2 separate regions of the Mus musculus genome follow, and region 2 is linked to region 1. Evidence: chromatin contacts called from public Hi-C data. All regions are on one chromosome and are shown on one strand. The core of a region is the stretch at or near the end of the contact, and the rest is flanking DNA. Distances in the headings are between cores, read along the strand shown. Region 1 has its middle 22 kb from the start of Gm31603. Region 2 overlaps Gm31718 (a long non-coding RNA gene).

Region 1 (4,949 bases), core at 1,367-3,866:
CAAGCTGCAGGCCCTGCCAAGACCTTGGCTGGGTCTCCTTAGCATGACAAGCTTGCATCAAAGCTTTTATCTCATTTGCCTTGTGAAATCCCTCCAGGTGGGATCATACCATAGCAGGTATGAGGAGGGGGTCTCGGGGGAGCCTGTCCCTCATGCTGGTTATGGCTGGGGTAAAAGAAGGCCTGGGCCTGTGACTTAGAATTCTCTGGATACCATAAGCTGAGAGATTTTTTACACGGAGACAGGCAGGAGTGGTCCACTGGTGGATTTCCACTGGAGAGAGGGAAGGGATGGTCCCAAGCATTACTTATACCGTGGCTTCTGGCAGTCTGATAGAGAGCAGAGGCTTCCAGAAAATGTAGGTAAGGAGGCTTCTGCTCCCTTGGAAGGGGTCTATTGTGTTGATTGCTGGGAAACATGATCAATCGACTTATATTTTATTGCTATGTGCACGTATCTGGTGTGTGCATGTATGTACGTGTGTCCATGTTTATGTGGTGTGTGTATGAATGTGTGTGCATGTGTACATGTCTGTACATGTGTGTGTAAGCAATGTGTGTATTGCAAATGCATGTGCATGTGTGCATGTAAGTGGTGTGTGTGTATGTTCATGTTTGAGTGATATGTATGACCATGTTTGTGTGGCGATGTATGTGTGTCCATGTCTATGTGGTGGGTGTGCGTGTATGTGAGTTCATGTTTGTTTGGTATATGGATGCACATGTGTGTGTGTGTGTCCATGTTTGTATGCTGTGTGTGTTTGGCAAGAGGAAATGCAGAGTGATGAGAACTGAGCTGAGTGATGCTAGTGTAAGGATTAGCATAGTACAAACACACTCACACACATATGCACACCACACAACCATACACATACCACTTATACACATATATACATGCCACACATCCCACACACATATACATACCACTTACACACATATATACACACTGCACACACACATATACATACTCATGAGTGAACTCATGCAAAGATTCTGTGTCTCTAGCCTGAACTGAGTGATGCTAGGGTGGTTGCTGGGCTGAGGGATGGCACTGAAGTCAGTGCTGAGAGGCTGTTGCTTAGCCAAGTGCTAACAGGATGGGTACTGAACTGAGTCCTGACTGGGCGGGCCCTCCAGGCAAGTTTCCATGCTGTCTAGGGAACTATTCTTGTCTGGGGAGCCTTGAGCAGCCCAGTTCCCTGGGTCTACATGTAGCAGAGGGTAGAAGCAGCTGGTGTTTAGGACCATGCTTTAGAATTTGCCAGGCCCCAAATGTGTCCTTTCTCTGTGCCCTGGATTCCTCTGCGTTTATGGAGTGATCTCATTTAAATGGCTTGTTGTTCTTCCTCCTAACCCACAGGCAGCTGTTAAGATGCAGACAGCAAGGAAGACACCCCCAGTTTCAGTCCCTAGGGCTCTGTGGGATGGACACTAAGGTGAGCTGACTCCCTTGAAGGACTCAGGAGGCTGATTCCAGCAGTGAAGCCCAGTGTATGTGGTCTGTCCTCACACCACACCTGACAGCAGTGTAAATTCTTCTAACTCAAGGGACACTTGGTCTTTATTTGAGACAAGTCATTAGATTGGAAGAGCTAGTGAGCTCCTTGGCACCTTCCAGAGTAAATGTTGAATGGATGAATGGGCTCATTAACATCTTGCTTTGAGGTGTAGTCTCATGTGCTGTGTAGTCAAGAATGACCCGGGGTTCCTGATCCTCCTGCCTCCCAAGTGCTGGAATCACATATGTGTTTGCACACATATGGTTTAGGTGGTGCTGAGACTTAAACCAGGGGCTTCCTGCATGCTAAGCAAGCACTCAGCCAACTGAGCTGCATACCCAGACCTGGCCATTAGCAGTTCAGAATCTTCTGCCAGCCTTGTTAGCTCCATGGGCTCTCTAAAAGTACAGAGAACTCAGTGAGGTGCTTACAGGATCTTCTTCTCCAACTCTCTGTGTTAGCTATACTCCAGGAGTTCTCTAAGAAGCAGGAGAAAGATGTATACGTAACCTCCTATGGACACACAAAGAGATACACAGATACATACACACACAGGCACACACACACACAGATACATACACACACAGACACACAGAAAGAGACGCATATACACAGAGACACACACACAGATACATACACACAGAGATATATCCACACAGACACACAGGCAAACACACAGATACATATACATACAGACAAAAGACACACACACAAATCCTGTGCCCCTAGCCTCTGGGAAATACACTGGCTAATTAATTCTCTCAGGCAACTTTCTGGCCTAGGCTGGCACTGCTTGAGCTCAATCTAAAATGGGTTTGGTTCATGTTGGCAGCTGCAGGCATCACAGACTTCACATGTGTGGGGCAGATGTGGCGCCTCTGGGAACTCACTTGCTGGTGGGCAACAATTGTGGAGGAGAGCCCCATACTATCCAACTTCTTTTCTTTAACTTTCTAGATCTGAGAGCCCATCTGGATTCTTCCTCAGGGTCCCGAGGCATCTGGGAGGCAGCAGTGGAAGGGGACAATTGCACACACTGTTTCTGTGTCTGCTTAGTGTGGAAACCTCTCCACCGTGTTATCTTGTGTAATACCCACAAGCCCTTGCCAGTGGGGAACGCTGTTCCCATTTCACAGTGAGCAAACAGTAGCTCCCAGATGCTAAGTGACAAGTGACAGCGTTGCATGAGTCTGAACTGAGACAGGCTTTTAGTAAGGGGTGACTTGGGAACTTGGGCAGTAGCCAACATCTCCAGGGACAAAAGACCTTTGTCTTTTCTTAAACCTGTCACCTTGCCAGGCCTGGTGACACAGGTCTGAATCCAGTTGCTTGGGAGACTGAGGCAGGAAGACTATATGTCCAAAGTCTGCTTAGGCTGTAAAATGAGCTTATAGACAGTTTGGAAACTAAAGAGACTATGCAGGCCCCGGGGATGTGGCCCAGTGGTACAGTATTGCCTAAAGGCCCTGGGCTCGCTCTCTCTCTCTCTCTCTCTCTCTCTCTCTCTCTCTCTCTCTCTCACACACACACACACACACACACACACACACACTTGAAACAAAACAAACAACTCACGTACCCAGAAAGGCCAAGCGGGATAGATTCCCCAAATGGAGCCTGGCACCACAGGTCCCCAAACACCCCCACAGCACTTAAAGTCACCAACTTCTAAAAGCACCCACACAATCTGGGCTAAACCCTGGGTTCCCATTTCAGTTGACTTTGAAATATCCAGGGAACAAGGCCCAACTTATTTTAAGTTCCAGCTAATGTTTTTCAGGTTCCAAATTACAGACTACTAGTGTCTAATGGGGCTGTCTGGATGCAGGATGCTTCCCACAGGCCACTCTGGCTTCCCTACTGGATCTATGATATGATATTGTATTCAGAACAGTCATGGATTTGGGTCTGCACGGGAACACGTGTTCAGAGACCAAAAAGTCGCCAGTGAACATTGTGTCCCAGAGAACAACAACAACAAAAGAACAAGACACAAGTTCAGGAACACAGGACTGTAAACAGGTGAGCCTCCTCCATCCCTGCCACCATGTGGGTGGGTCAAGTGTCCCTGGGAGAGATGCATGCACATAGATCTGGGAGTTTCAGAGAATCTTCATACCCATGACTCCTCTGAGACCCATGTGTTTCACTGGGCCTATCTGATAAACGAAGAACCCAAGCACTGATAGATTAGGGGTCACCCAAGTCCCAGATCCAGTCATGAAGATGAATGACTTGTTCCCTTTCAGATCTGAACTCATCTACTTCACGATGTGTGCTGCCTCTCAGGACAAAAGGCTGAAGTGTCATGGTCGGATCCCTGGCCTGGAATGCAACCTCAAGGCCCCAAAGAACAGGAGCCTCAGTTTGCCAGATGCCTCGTGGCAGCCACAGTGTCCCCTTGGAGGAAGGGAGTTGCATCTGTGGCAACCCTGTGGAAAGAAGTGGCTTTTGGCAAGCTATGTGTAAGGTCACTTGTTGACAGTGTGGTGACCGAGATGGGGAGGAGACAGGGTGAGGCAGAGCCCTGGCTGAGCAGTCCCAGACATCTGCTTCGGAGCCATGGATAGGATCGAGCCTCTACGATCCTTGCGCACAGTAGAAGAAGGATGGCCCTGTGGTGGAGTGTGGGGACAGTGGGGTACTTCCTGAGGCCAGTGTTCTTAGAGTGTAGCTGTGCACATCCTGGTGACTGTCACTTGTGTGTAATATATAGTCAGTGGCCTCAATGCCATTCTTAGCTATATAGCTCATGGTGGTACTGCCCTGACTGTGGCTAGTGGCTGTGGATAGAGGTAGGTGCTGGCTAGGATGAGGCTCCTCACTTCTCATGTTTCTCAGACTACCTCAGGGATGGCCCCATGAGGCTGTGATCTCAGGAAACTACCTGACAGTGTCCTCTTTGGAAAGAGTCCCTTAGGACCCTACGGTGCAGAAGGCCCCAGTGTCTATAATGCTTGCTGCCTGGGCAGATATCTCTGATCTGACCCTACACTCAGTCTCTTCAGCCCCAGGATTCTCTGTTTGTTGTGCTGAGACCCAACAGACAATGCAGTATTTTTCCAAACAGTTGGTCCTCAGATAATCCTTAAGGGAGAAATCAGTACCTCAGACTGCACTAGAAGCACCTCATGGGGTAGGCATGTTATTTTTCTCCATGAGGAAATATATGCTCATGGAATCAGTATGGGTGCTGCAAAAGAGGACCAAAAAAGACTCCTGTCTTCTTTACCCTGAGACTTCCTCTTATCTCCTAATGTCAGCTGGGGGAGTAGCTGGCTGGAGAAGTAGCTGGCTGGAGAAGTAGCTGGCTGAGGGAGTAGCTGGCTGAGGGAGTAGCTAGCATACACCAGGGCCCCTGCCTCACCTTCTGTCACGCTTCAATGCTTCAAGTCCTTTTCAAGACAAGATGGGCAGCAAGGAAGAGAGTGACCTGGAGGGTAGACGCCAC
Region 2 (4,949 bases), core at 1,143-3,642, 99 kb before region 1:
GGGAAGACAGAGATGTAGTAACAGCTCTCTCTGGTGATCTCAGCTCTGGGGACACAGGTCAAATTTGGAAACCATTCTGCAAACACACATAGGCCCCAGTGAATGTCTTTTTTCTAGGACAGAGGTTGTAATACATGCGTACTGTTTTGATGAAGTTTATCGTCAGAGGCTTGACAAGTGGGTGTAGGGATAACAGAGCCAAAAAAAAAAAAAAAAGGAAAGAAAGAAAGGAAGAAGGAAAGGAAGGAAGGAAGGAAGGAAGAAAGGAAGGAAGGAAGGAAGGAAGGAAGGAAGGAAGGAAGGAAGGAAGAAAATCAGGATAGTTTCTCATTTGGGGACAGAAAGCTAAGCTAATAAAGGTCCCAAGCTAAAGGGGAATGACTAGAGGGGACAATGTGGGACCATTTTGGAGAAAGTGCAGCTCCATTTGCTCAAATACGTTTTACTGAGGAAGCCACCAGCCACAACAGTGTGAGCGGCCATCATTACAGAGTTGCTCCCCAGACTTCCCCTCGTCTACTCACCCATGTTTGCCAAGTACCAACCTCGGGCTGTTATTGGCATCCCACCACAGTCCTGTGAACACTACATCTGGTGCAGGTTTGTATGTACCCAGACCACTTTGCCTATGACCTAAACAAAAGTGTCTCTAGCTGCTCATCACCATCTCCTAAAGGTAATGGAAGGATGGCTCCTCATTCTCTCCCTGCCTTGGACCATGGCCTCTGAGAGGGTACTGGTTCCTTTGTCCCTGAGAAATGAGTAGTCCAGCCAATGCCTTTTATGACCTGCAACTTGGTCCCTATACTCTGGCTTCTATGGATCTGACAGGGAATGGTCAGCTGTAAGGATTTAAAAGAAAAAAGCTCTGGAGCTGTATGTGTGCATGCTCTAGGGGGCATGTGAGTGCCAATTGGGGTTCTGGCCAGGTCTCTTGAGAACTGTGGGTGCCACACACACATGGTTTGGTTGAAGGACAGAGGACAGAAGGGGCGGGGTGTTTGGGGGAAGAACAAAACGTTCATCCCGTTTAGCTTCCAGGAACATGAGGGTCAATGTGTAAAAGATGAAAGTCATCCCTTGCCAGCGAACCTCACCGATTGCACAACTTCCTACAACCCAGCTTTGGAGCTGGCCCTTGAAGAGAATGTCCCAACCTAGTGGCAATGGATTCAGGAACTTGGGGAGATGATGACATTCGTTCAGAGGTTGTGGTCCTCTGAGCCAGGTCACTTCTCCTGGCTCTGCTGCCTGTCACAGCCTAATAATAGCCATGGGACACTTTGGAACTTTAGAGTGACTGTGTTTAGCCCTCACGTTGGTGTGGACTGTCATGACATGGAGGACAAATGACGAGGATCAGCCAGGCTGCTCCCTGTGAGCACCTGCCAGCTACTGCATGTACAGTCAACAGGGCTTTTGACTTAATCTTCACTGCAGCCTGAAGAGATAATGATTTGGTTAGATCTTGGCCAGAGGGAAAGTTGCTCTCTCTCTCTCTCTCTCTCTCTCTCTCTCTCTCTCTCTCTCTCTCTCTCTCTCTCTCTCTGTGTGTGTGTGTGTGTGTGTATTAGTGAAGTTTAATGGTGTAGCAGAGTCTGCTATAATCCTTGATTTGTGTTATCTTAGATTATTTCAGCATCCACAGGACGGGGAATAAGGCTGAATGTAGACCTCAGGGACCCATCTTGGCCTCTGTGGGTGCAGAGGTGACATATATGTGTACCTTAATAGCAGAGGGGAGTCACTAATCTGCCACAGATACATCTTGTCTCTAGAGGTTAAAGGGGACAGTTTCAGAATACCCACTATGACTCCTGCCTTGTCTCTTTGCTCTTCCAAGGTCATCCTGCCTTGGGTTGATGGTGTTAACTAGGCCCCAACATGTAAAGGGGCTCACACAAATCCATGGGTGAATGTCTCCTAAATGAGCTGCTCAGGGGACTATTTCTGAATACACTGAGGAATGGGGAGGGGGTCAGCGGTATCTCCCGGGATGACAGTAGCTCTGAACACACTGGAGAGGACCCTGGCTCTTTGTGAGCTGTGTGTGCATGGTCAGTCATAGAAAGTAGGGTGAAGGCTGAGCAGCAAATATGGAGAGGACCAAGAATTCATCATGCAGTAGGATGGGGGAACCTGGGTCTGTCCCTAGTGTAAGGAGACAAAAGAAAGGTTTCTCCCAGACAAGAGCAGTGGGAATCAAGTAGCAGACAGAGAAGGCACCCAGTAGGAAAGGCCCCAGAGCTCACTTGGCCATGATGTCATGGTAGAGAGCTGCCAGCCTGCAGATGAGGCACTTGCCACCTGTCAACCGGGTGATTGATGCCTGCCTGAAAGGGTGAGGGCATGGGTGACAGAACTCGCCCTTTGCCTTTTCACATGAGGTCCTAGGGTAAATATGTCTTGGGACAGGTAGAATGTGAGGAAAGAGACACTGAGCTGTTAAGTCACAGGTGTGGGCCTCGGGTCACAGAAAAGCAGGGAGCCTGATGGTCTGGCAGGCCTGAAGGCTACTGGAAACAGAGGGTGGGAACCGGGGTAGCCAGGGAGGAAATGCCCTCGTCTCACAGGTTTCTTGAGAAGGAAAGTCTGGGCTGTTCTGAAGGGGAACTTAGAGACCAGGGACCGGATGTGAGCAGGGGACCAGGAGGAGGGAGGAACAATGGCCATTCTTCCACCACAAGCTGAACTTCCCCGAAACAGGAAGGGCCTGCCAGGAGGGGAGGGTCAGGCTGAGGGACAGGAAGGAAGGGGCCTGAGGGAAAGCCAAAGGCCTGTGTACTGTGTTTGGAATTCACAGGCCCCTGTCTGCAGGTCCCCAAAACAGTCAGCAAACTCAGTTCACACTGTAGGGTGTGACTTTCCCAGGCTCTGCTGCCTTCCCCTCTCCCTCTCAGGGCCTCCTCAGGACCCTGATGTGAGGCCTTGCAGGGCTTCTCAGGGCCTGGTTCTTGCATGCTGAATGAGTGTTTGTTTTTCAGGTCCCTGACACCTACGGTCTTCACACATGGGGAGGAGGAGTTTCCAGAAAAAAAACAAAGGAAGGTGGCCAAAGTAACCAAGGCACACAGCCTCCTCCTCTTTCGAAAAGACGCCTATCTCCAAAACAATCTCGGCCGCCCATTAAACAACACTTGTTCGGGACAGAGGAAGGGCAGCATGCAGGATCGCTGGGCTTTCCAAAGAAAACACTCCCGGTTGTCCGGCAGGCAACAATGAACAAAAACCTGAATGGCATTCACACAAGAGGGTGGGGAGCCTGGGCCAGGCCCTCAGGGTCCTTGGGTGTCAGTACAGGGCTCCTAGGACAGGAGCCACCTCCAGCACACACAGGATCCTCACCCAACAGGGACACAATGAGCAGGTGCTCCTCTGGAAGCCACAGAGAGGCCTTTGCAAGGAATAGCATCGGCCAAGAGTGTGCTCCTGGACTTCTAATCTCAGATGATACGTGTTCCTCAACGTGTTGTTCAAGCTACCTAGCTTCAGAGGTATTGCTGTAGCTTTCTTAGTAGAACAGCATGTTATCCATCAGGTCTAAAAGATGAAAGGGTCAGGAATACCACACACTTTCCCACGTGGCCATTGACGAGTTGGTGTCAAGGAAACAGAGAGGAGAATGGTTGTTATTATGGGCTGGGGGAAGGAGAGGGTAGTTAACCAGGCTAGGGAACAGGTGGGAGAAGTCACTTCTAATGTTTTGTAGCATGCTACAGTCACTATGGTTGAAAACAATGCATCAGGAGATACATTGTTTTATAAAGGAGATACATTGTAGCTTAGAAAGGAGATACATTGTAGCTTAGAAAGGAGATACATTGTAGCTTAGAAAGGAGATACATTGTAGCTTAGAAAGGGGAAGGTTTTCAAGGGTTCTTGTACACAGAAATGATAAATGTTTTATGTGATATGTAGGCCAATTGCCCTGGTGTAATTTTTACACCATGTATACAGGTATGGCAACATGTTATGTCTCATTCATATATACAGCTAGTATTGTCAATTCAATAAATATTAAAATGGGGGGAGGAGTGAAGTCTCTGGGGCCAAAAAGCCCTTCCCTCAAGGCCACACTGAATATCCCGATTGCTCGCTGGTCCTTTAGGCTTCTTGTACCCATTTTTAGGGTTGCATACAGAAGCAAGGAGCCTGGGCTTTCCCCTGCTCCAGGTCTTCACCTAGGATCTCGTTGCTGCAGGTTAAAGCCAGGGTTAACCAGTCTAGAGCAGGAAAGGCCAAGTCACCATAAATGGGATCCCATTTGCCTGCAAATGAACCTGTGGATCCAATCAGATAAGCAGGGGCTGCAGAATGTTTGTGGCAAAGGGAAGTAGGAACGAACGTTCTGTGCGGTTCCTGGAAGGCACTGGGGTTTTTCGTGGGGGAAGTGACTGCTCTGTAGACAAGAGGCCAGATCATCAAGCTGCTTGTCACCTCAGTCTGAGGAACCTATAGGGCTCTGTCCCCACCCCCCTGCCCCCCACTTTGGGGATAACCAACCCTGGCCACTTCCCTACAGTGATTCACCTTCTTGAGGGCCCACAGGAGTCCACACCACCCCAAGCTGCACCGCCTCGCCTTCTTCTTCCAAACTCTTTTGCTTTTCCTTTTCTCCCCTGTATCTTTCTTGAGACAGTGTCTTGTGCAGCCTAGAGGGGCCTTGGACTGCTGATGCCTCTGACTTTACTCCCCGGTGCTGAGAATGTCTTGCTTCAGGTTTATAAAGTGAGGAGATCAAAGTCAGAGCTTTGTGTGTGCTAGCCAACCCCTCGAACAACTGAGACACATTTGCTGCCTTCTTTAATTTCTTTTTTTGAAAAAAAAAAAAAAGTATATCTCAGAGATGTCGCAAGAATAGCAAAGGGCATGCGCGTGTCTAATCTGTTGTGATGTATAAGGGACGTTGTCCTTCCTCTCTTCCGTGTGGATGTGACTTACAATTTTGA

What was found. Hi-C and Micro-C count contacts between places; a contact is called where the count stands out from the background.
Region 2: a Hi-C map of ECoMG-derived neutrophils shows a contact between it and region 1, with 1.7 times the contacts expected there. The contact joins two enhancer-like sites. A contact is called at or near these places in 8 of 484 Hi-C or Micro-C datasets (ECoMG-derived neutrophils, Th1 cells, embryonic stem cells and 4 more), 7 of 115 datasets of contacts at active chromatin or transcription factors (CD8 T cells, the HPC-7 cell line, double positive thymocytes and 4 more) and 1 of 9 other capture datasets (embryonic stem cells).

The regions. Positions count from the first base shown.
Region 1 is chr8:126,705,413-126,710,361 of GRCm38.p6, reverse strand. No RefSeq gene overlaps it. Among named protein-coding and RNA genes, the nearest start is that of Gm31603, 22 kb to the left of the region's middle. Within about 2 kb of position 2,616, at least 48 of the 459 cell types and tissues checked have an H3K27ac peak or open chromatin away from gene starts, as enhancers often do. A contact at or near this core is called in ECoMG-derived neutrophils and neutrophils, where this site is marked.
Region 2 is chr8:126,803,749-126,808,697 of GRCm38.p6, reverse strand. Gm31718 (a long non-coding RNA gene) reads left to right here. Exons shown (of 8, transcript XR_879375.3): 8 at 2,985-3,991. Among named protein-coding and RNA genes, the nearest start is that of A630001O12Rik, 43 kb to the left of the region's middle. Within about 2 kb of position 2,392, at least 165 of the 459 cell types and tissues checked have an H3K27ac peak or open chromatin away from gene starts, as enhancers often do. A contact at or near this core is called in ECoMG-derived neutrophils and neutrophils, where this site is marked.